2 separate regions of the Ovis aries genome follow, and region 2 is linked to region 1. The links are chromatin contacts, called in public Hi-C maps. All regions are on one chromosome and are shown on one strand. The core of a region is the stretch at or near the end of the contact, and the rest is flanking DNA. Distances in the headings are between cores, read along the strand shown.

The links. A called contact is a pair of places that touch in the nucleus more often than the background predicts.
Region 2: a contact with region 1 is called in a Hi-C map of blood, with 2.7 times the contacts expected there. The contact joins two enhancer-like sites. A contact is called at or near these places in 2 of 16 Hi-C or Micro-C datasets (blood and tail adipose tissue).

The regions. Positions count from the first base shown.
Region 1 is chr1:16,330,521-16,335,136 of ARS-UI_Ramb_v3.0, forward strand. All of the region lies in intron 3 of HIVEP3 (HIVEP zinc finger 3), which reads right to left. Among named protein-coding and RNA genes, the nearest start is that of HIVEP3, 260 kb to the right of the region's middle. Within about 2 kb of position 2,406, at least 19 of the 54 cell types and tissues checked have an H3K27ac peak or open chromatin away from gene starts, as enhancers often do.
Region 2 is chr1:16,700,103-16,704,718 of ARS-UI_Ramb_v3.0, forward strand. It overlaps FOXJ3 (forkhead box J3), which reads right to left. Exons shown (of 12, transcript XM_060398115.1): 12 at 4,170-4,616. Among named protein-coding and RNA genes, the nearest start is that of GUCA2A, 8.4 kb to the left of the region's middle. Within about 2 kb of position 2,514, at least 4 of the 54 cell types and tissues checked have an H3K27ac peak or open chromatin away from gene starts, as enhancers often do.

The DNA.
Region 1 (4,616 bases), core at 1,156-3,655:
CTCTAAGCCTCAGGCTCAGATGGTAAAGAATATGCCTGCCATATCAGAGAACCCAGGTTCGATCCTCGGGTTGGGAAGATCCCTTGGAGAGGGAATGGCAACCCACTCCAGTATTCTTGCCCTGAGAATTTCATGGACAAAGGAGCTGGCAGGCTACAATCCGTGGGGTCACAGAGTTGGATATGACTGAGCTACTAACACTTTCACTTTCAAGGGAATGAGAAAAGTATTGCCTCTCAGGGCCAAAGAGAGGATATGCTAGCCACAGCAGGGAATTATCACTGGATTCCAGGCAAAGCATATGCAAGCAAGAATGGGGAGCCTCTTTTCAGACCCTGTGTTCCCTTGTTTTAAAGTGAGCAAAGTTGAAAAGAAAACGGAATACGGCATAAGATGTGCGTAGACAGGGAGGAAAAGGGTTTCTGAGCCACCTCTGTAGGAGCATTCCAAGTCCCAGTGGAGACTGTCTCTTCCAAGGGTTATGTTTGTTTTTCCCTTGGGCCATTTTATATCTTGCGTGTGTGTGTGTGTGTGTGTGTGTGTGTGTGTGTGTGTGTGTGTAGTGCCTCTCCTATGTGGAACTGTGGACTCTGTGCACCCAGCTGCCATGCCTAATTCACCCAGATCCCCCCACCCCCACCCCCAGCATCTGGCATGCAATTGAGATCATTATTTGCTGAGAGCAGCAGCTATCTCAGAGCTGGGGGAAACCACAAGCCTGGCAGAGTCCAAAAGCTCTAAGGTCAGAGGGGCTCAGCGTGCAGTTCCAGCTCATCAGCCAGGTGCCCTGGGGGTAGCTTACTCACTCTCTCTGACCCTCCAGCTTTTCATCTTAAGCGTGAGCAGAAGACATCTGCCTGGCAGGCAAAGCGCCCAGCCTAGGGTCTGGCACAAAGCAGGCCCTTGACAAGTTCATTCTGGCCCGTGTCCTCCTGCCTCCATCTGCAGCATCCTGGGCCACCCAGCTTCACCTTTTCCTTGGTCAGCACCCAGGAGCAGGGAGCCAGGGTGCACACCTGCCCCATTTGACATGCCCAGATTCAACGTGGTGGGATGGGCATCAGGTGTAACTGTTAGCAGGACTCCCCATCTGTCATCCTCAAGAAAGGATCTTCCAGCCTCCCCATCAATCCCAGCCCCCACACTTGTCCATCTCCCAGACTGACTGCCAGAGTCATTTCTCTGATACCTATCAAGGGTTTATCTCAGTCACTCCTCAGCTTCACACTCCACTGACTCGTGAGCCACGGGATGAACCCTGTGGTCATTCCCCACCGGGTTCACTCTAACCCTAACCCTCTGCTGCTCCTTCCAGAGGCCCAGCCCATCTGTCCTCCTCCTCCCTGCCTTTGCCCAGGTGCTGTCCCCACCTCCCAACAGCTTCTCCACGCTGCCTGGTGAACTACTGCTCGCCATTCAAGATTCAGCTCAAACAGGAACTCTTCTTAGTCATTCCCACATCCTTCCCAGCCCACGCCCACCACCCCTCTGCGCTACCAGTCCATCTTATACACGTCTGTCTCCGGCAGTGCGTCTGGTATTGCCCTGATGCTATGGACCCTCGCCTGCCTCCCCCACTCCACGAGGCTTCCTCAGGCTGAAACACATCCTGATCTGGGTGCCTGGCTCCCAGCACATAACTCGGCCCATGGCAGGCATCTTCAATAGATGTCAGTTCTCTGTCCTCCCTACCAGATAGGGCCTGGGCACCTGCCCACTCCCTCCCTTCCTGAAGGTTCTGGGGCCTCGGGCCGCTCCCCTCTGCTTTTTGGGCCAGCTTCCTCACTGCCCCACAGTTGTTTCTCAGCCCAGATCAGCTGCACCTCCCACATCTGCCCCACTCAGTTCAGTTCAGTCGCTCAGTCACATTCACTTTGCAACCCCATGGACTGCAGCACGCCAGGCCTCCCTGTCCATCACCAGCTCCTGGAGTTTACTCAAACTCATGCCCATTGAGTCGTGATGCCATCCAGCCATCTCATCCTCTGTCATCCCCTTCTTCTCCCACCTTCAATCCTTCCCAGCATCAGGGTCTTTTCAAATGAGTCAGCTTTTTGCATCAGGTGGCCAAAGGATTGGAGTTTCAGCTTCAGCATCAGTCCTTCCAATTCAGGACTGATCTGCCCCACTCAGGTCTCCCCAAGTCTTATTGACAGCCTTGGGTGCCATCCCCTCAGGAAACCCAGCCGTGGTGACCAACCTGACCACATGGGGGGACAGATGATCTTCCTGGTGTACCCCTTCCTCGGCTCCCCTCATCACTGCCCCACCACATCAGTTTCAGAGAGAGTGCCATGGTGATTAACTGTGTTGGGGGCCCACAGACTCAGGAATGAGTCCCCGCTATGTCAAGGCCCTTTCAGAACTTGGTCAAGTGAGTTCACCTCCGTGAACCTCTGTCTCCTCATACGTTAGGTGGGGCTGGAGGGCCCCTGCCCCCAAGGGTTGCGGTGAGAAAGTGAAATGCTTACGCTGCACCTGGCACACAGCCAAGGCCAGTGAGCGGCGGCTTCCGTCACAGCATGGTTCTGAGTAAACGCTGAGCAGGAAAGGACATGTCTGGGCTTCCCTTCTGAAGAAGGGGCAGGGACAGGGCCAGCAGGGTGGCTCAGGCCTGACTCAGACGCTGGAGGGAAGGAGCATCTTGAGGGGAATCCAGGGGTGGGGGACTCCCAGCTGAGTGCCTTTGCTACTTTTCCCAGGAAAGGTCAACCCGACAGAATCTAGACTGTGACATGCTCACCACCCCCACTCTCAACCCGACTCCCACCCCCACACCCCCTACACCCCCAAGAGCTCAGGATGAGTCAGCCCCGGGTCACCTGGTCACTGAGCCAGCAGCTCAGGCTACTGGGGCTGTTTCCTCTTTTCCTCCTGATGCACTGGATCCCCCAGCTCCCCGCCCACCCTCATCCCCTGTCCCTTCCCTGTGTTCTCTGATGTGGGAGGGATCATGCCCATTGAAATGCTTCAGAATTAAAAGTAGAGGGCATTTAGAACTGTAGACCAAGGCTTAGCCAAGCACAGAGTCCAGGCCTGGCCCCCAGAACTCTCCCCCTGCTGCTTGGCCTCTGTTCCCCCCACTCCTCAGCTTCACACTGAGGGACCCCTCCCCACTATTTGATAGCCCTGTGCTAGAGAACGAGGGCTTCCCAGGTGGCACAGTGGTAAAGCATCTGCCTGCCAAAGCAGGAGGCTCAAGAGACACGGGTTTGATACCTGGGTCAGGAAGATCCCCTGGAACAGGAAATGGCAACCCGATCCCGTTTTCTCGCCTGGGAAATTCAGCTACAGTCCATGGGGCCGCAAAGAGTCAGACACGACTGAGGACTGACCACACACATACAAGAGAATGAAGACGTGAAATGAGGGGAGAAGGGAAAAAAATACAAAGATAGTTGACCCCTCATGCTTTAGACCTTCAGATGGATCCCAGAAGCCCAGAGGATACAGAGGAAGGATGCTTAGAAGCCAGCGTGTGTGGGCTCTTGCTAGATTAGGGAGACTGAGGTGAGAAGGGAGGGAGGGAAGGGGCTCAGTGATGGTCCAGACACAGTCTCTACACACCCTGCCAGGTGGCTGCGCCCACCTGCAAAGACACTGGGGGCAGGGGTAGGTGGTTGCCCAGTGTCTCACCCCTAACAAGCTGGGAGTCAGAATGCACATCCAGGTCTGCTGCCTCCAATGTGGTGGCTGATGGATACACACGAGGAGCCAGATCACTGGGGCAGGAGTGAAAGGGTTCACAGTACAGGTGAAAGGTGCTCGGAAAGCTTGGAGATGGGCCGACAAGCCCTATGGGGGGAGATGGAGGACCCGAAGGATTTCATGACAGTCCTGATGTTTGGTCTGGGTCTTGAAGGCTGCATGCCTGGGAAAAGGTTAGGAGATCAAGAGGGCAAACAGCAGAGGCAAAGGCCCAGAGGTGTCCAGTAGTAGGGGCTGCAGCCCAGGGCAAGGTGGTGGAGGAGGCGTCCAGCATTCCCTGCTGTCTTCCCTGCTCACCTGGACCCCAGAAGTCATTCTGTTTTCAGATAATTAGAGCTATAACTCCAATAATAATAATATCAAATACGTACACCATCTGCTAGACATGGTCTTCAGCACTTGATCAACACCATCCTGTTTAATTCTCACAGTAACTCAAAGAGGTAAGTGTGATGATTAGCCCCACTTTACAGGTTAAAAAAACTGGGCCCTGAGACTCCCCTGACGGTCCAGTGGCTAGGACTTCAAGCTCCCAGTGCAGGGGTCAGGTTCCATCCCTGGTGAGGGAACTAGATCCCACATGCTGCCACTAAGAATTCACATACTGCAACTAAAGATCTGCATCCCCCACCTGCATGCTGCAGCTAAGACCCGGAGCAGCTGAACAAATAAATTAAAATGAATTTTTTTTTTTTTAAAAAGGAATTGAGCCAAAGAGGCTAAGTAAGGTCAAGGTATGTGCCCCTGTGAGTGGTGGGGCTGGATTTGAACTGACCAGCAGAGTCCAGCAGGCAGCTCTGTGGACCACGCTGCTTTGCTGCCTCCACAGTCCAGCCCTGCCTTCCCTCTCCCCGGCAGGTCCATCTCTGCTAGTCTCATCCACCCAGGCTGCAGGCACCTCTGCAGCA
Region 2 (4,616 bases), core at 1,264-3,763, 370 kb after region 1:
TGGCCTTTGAGGCCTGCAGGGAACATGCTCAGGCATAGGCCAGCAGCTCACAGTAGACCAGTTTCTGGTCTGACCAGGAAATCTGCGGGTGGGGGAACAAGGAGGAGGGTAGGAACTGCCCGGGGGCAGGAACGGGTAGCATAGATAGATCTGGGTGCCTGTCCAAAGGGCCACAGCAGGGAGGAGCAGTGACAGAGGCCAGGCCAGGAATATGATGAGAAAGGGGGAAGAACAGATCTGAGGATCCTAACCCCAGCTCTATCCCAGGCAAGTTGTCTCCCAGGACGGGGGCCACAGGGGAAGACACAAGTGGCTGATGAGGTTAGGAGCCATCCGGCCCTCCCTTCCGACAGAATGCTTTCTCTCCTGTCTGCGGTTCGTGATCACACACAGGCACACCAAGGCACACAGTCACAATCATACAGGCAACACACATACCCAGGCACAGACACACAAGCACACACAAGGTCTCGCGCACATGCTCGGAAGGCCACACAAGCACAATCAGCACCCGCAGTTACCCTGACTTACAGGACCTCCACACACACGGCCCCCGCCCCCACCCATCACACAGCTCACACACTCACACGCTCTCGGAGGACCATTCCCAGGAAAGCCTCTGCCTGTGGACGTCACTCAGGGGTGGGAAGGGTGAGAAGTGTCCTCGGACGTCTTTATTGCCATTGTTGAGACAGGAAGTTGCCTCTCTGACCTTCTGGGGGCTGCGTCCTAAGAGGGGTGGCATTCACCCAGTGACGTCAGCTCAGGCTAGGGTGGGGTGCGTTGGGATGGGTGTGGAGACTGGCCGCGAGGAAGGTCAAGGGCAACCAGGGAGTGTTGTGGAAGAGGTCATAGGCCTTGGTGCCAAGAGCAGACCAGAGTAAGGCAGCTCTGGGTTCCCATCCCCTTGCCAACCTCTCACGACGGTGACCTTGGGCAAATGACTTCACCTCTCTGAATGGCAATGTCCAGCAGTAAAAAGGAGATAAATGACATCAACCTCCAAGGCACTGGGAGTGCTAACTCAGATAACGGCTGTCAAGTGCTGGGCACAGGGCCTGGCAAATAGTGGCAATAATCATAATGTTCGTGATGGCCAAAGGGGTTGATGTGTGAGTGCGGGCACGGGGCGGGAGGTGCTCGGAGGGAGGGGTGGGAGGACAAGGGTGGATGTACAGTGGCAAGGCTTGTGGCTGGCCTGACCATGGCCCTCCCCACACCTGCCCAAATAATGCATCAGCTGAGGTCCCAGAAGAGCAGAGCCTCAGGAAACTCAGCTGGGGTGGATGCAGGGTGGCCTTCCCCACCCTAACCTTGGAGTAGGGGACAGTGGGCACCACTGGGGCTGAGCCAGGGCAGCAGGCTCAGGTGTTGTTCTGTAGGTAAGTTACGTCCGACTCTTTGCAACCCCATGGATTCCAGCACATCAGGCTTCCTTGTCCTTCACTATCTTGCCCAGTTTGCTCAAACTCATGTCTTTTGAGTCAGTGATGCCATCCAACCATCTCATTCTCTGTTGCCCCGTTCTCCTCCTGTCCTCAATCTTTCCAAGCATCAGGCTCTTTTTAATGAGTCAGCTCTTCACATCAGATGGCTTAAGTATTGGAGCTTCAGCTTCAGCATCAGTCCTTCCAATGAATATTCAGGGTTGATTTCCTTTAGGATTGACTGCTTTGATCTCCTTGCCGTCCAAGGAACTCTCAAGAGTCTTCTCCAGCACACTGTTGGAAAGCATCAATTCTTCGGCACTCAGCCTTCTTTATAGTCCAACTCTCACATCCGTACATGACTACTGGAAAAGCCATAGCTTTGACTAGATGGACCTTTATTGGCAAAGTGATGTCTCTGCTCAGAGGCTGCTCTAGAGTGGGCCCCACTCCAGACTAGAGGGGGCTCCTTGGCTCCCTCCAGAAAGCTCTCATGATGAGAGAACAGATTCTGAGAGCTGGGCCCTGGGGGTCCCTATCTATCTGGAGGAGCACACAGCTCTGTGGGGGCTGCAGAGGAGAGAACACAGCACTTGTGGTAAAGGAAGCCTTCCAAACAAGTAAAAGCACACAGCTGGTGGCCCTGCGCCCTCTGGCGGCCTCTGCTCCTTACTGCAGCCTCATGGCTTTGTTCTAAGGCTCCAGTTCCTTGCCTGGTATGGCAACATAGCAGCGCAGCAGAGTCCAGGCATTGGGGCTGGACGGCCTGGGTTTGAGATAAGGGGCTGGATGGCCTGGGTTTGAGATATTATTATTAAGATATCATTATGGAGATATTAAGTCACCCAGGGCAGGTGACTTAATCACTTTGCGGCTCAGATTCTTCCTTTACAGTAGGTGGATAACAAGAGTTATCTACCACACAGCTGAAGGGGAAATCTGATCACCTGCATCAAGTACTTGGAGTAAGTAATGTAAAGAAACAAGGAATACACGGTGACTGCGCTACGCTGACTTCTGGGGTCAGCGCTACTCGGGGACACAGCTTGAGAGCAGGGCCAAAGCAGCCTTGACCTGGGGTTGGACTCTGGCTCTGGTGCACTCCCTTACCAAATGTGTGGTTGACTAGCTGCTTATCATATGGAGGGAGAGATACCAGGAGGTTAAGTCCAAAATCCTCTGGAAAATCATGTTGGAGATAAACACAGTGCCTCAGTAAGCCCAAAGTGAAAGTGAAGTTGCTCAGTCGTGTCCGACTCTTTGTGACCCCGTGGACTGTAGCCTACCAGGCTCCTCTGTCCAGTGGATTTTCCAGGCAATAGTACTGGAGTGGATTGCCATTTCCTTCTCCAGGGGATCTTCCCAACCCAGGGATTGAACCCGGGTCTCCCGCATTGTAGACAGACGCTTTTGCCGTCTGAGCCACCAGGGCCATTTTTCCTAATTCTTGGTTACAATCTGTCTTAGAAGTAGCTGACTTGCATCCAAGGGCAGTGTTTTACAGAGCATGTATCTTTAGCCAGTAGAATGACACTCAGTGCTGAGATGCTCAGACAAAAGGGAACCTGAAGCAGACAGGGTTGTATGGGTTAAGTCAGAAGCAGGGAGAGGTCTCGGGCAGGATCATCGGATTGGTAGGAAGTCCTCCCGTTCCTGAGACAGACCATAGCTTCAAGTCCATTTCCCACCAGCGCTGTTGGTCTTCCATCAGTGTCGTCCCGCATGTTTCCATCATCAGGTTGGGACACTACCACTCATCCCATAGGATCAGTGGTGCTTGACTCTTGACTAGCAATCCATCACGTCTCTGGCTTCAACCCCACCCCTTCTCCATGCTACTCTAGCTTCCCAGCCTGGCTCAGGATAGTGGTGTAAATGGAAATGCCTTCCCTGTCCATCTACAACCCTACGAGGACTCAAAATAGCCCATGCCCACTCCAAGGTTTCCCTAAGCCAATGCCCCAGCCTCAGTATGACCTAACTGCTCACCCCCAGAATCTTCCTGCACCTGCAGAGTAGCTTCCCTGGGCAGTGTCTCTGTGCTGGCATTTGCTCCCTGTCATGGGAAGTCTGCACCCCCCTACAGATAGGAACTGTGGCTTTCTCATCTCTGGATTTCTCAGGGGAATGCCTGACACTCTGGGCTCCACAGATATTAAGAAGCTCCACTTTCACCTTTTGGAAGGAGCTCTCTGGGAAGGCAGTGCTGGGGGCAAGTCTAGGGTCCGGGGTAATTCCCCTGGAATGATGCGGATGGTGTAAGAGAACATGAGGTTGGAGTCAAATGATCTGGATTCTAACCTTAGCTCTACTACTTGTCAACAAAGGATCTGGGGATGCCTTCACACCTCTGTGTGAGTTGTTCTCACAGGTAAGATGATAAGAACAGACTCTACTTAGCATAGCACCTGGCATATACTGAGTACTTTTTATCTTCCGGGTACTGTTCTAAATGCCTTAATCAATTTAATCCCTCTACAACTCTAGGAGGCAGGCATTATTCTCACTTTATAGGAACTGTAAATGAGGAAAATGAGGCTGAGAGGAAATAATTTTCCCAAGTTCACAGAGCAAGTGAGATGGTCAGCAGACAGCAGCAATGACTGTTCTGAGGCAGCAATACGTGGGACACAATCTCCGAGACTCCAAGGAAGGACAGACTGCAGGCTTTCTGCTTCTGGACGAGCTCCAATCATGTTCCCTCAACTGCAGCAAATGACACAGACCAATTGGTGTTGTAAATAGAGTTAACATAATATATTTATTTTAAGTGCCATTCATGCATATCACTTCTGGCAGCAACAATCCTAATGACACTTGAATATTTCTTTACAGCACTAAACAGTTACAAAGAGTGGGTGCCGTTCATCATAGAGGCAAAATATGAAATCGTGCAATAGCAAAACTGTAGAAACATTAAAACACTGACTGGCCAACAGCAGTACAGAGAGCAGATTGTGTTTGCACAAAAAGCCAATGCATTTCATCACATATATACAATATAGATATGTACACATCACCCTCTGAATGAACAATATCAAAATACTCTATTCCATTTGAAATAATCCCCAGATTGATTCCCTCCCACTTCAAAGGACATCTGAGAGACATGTATTTACAAGAACACACATGAATACATTTACACTTCAAAAACTGCCACAAATGCCAGTCGGATTATTCTCCTGGACA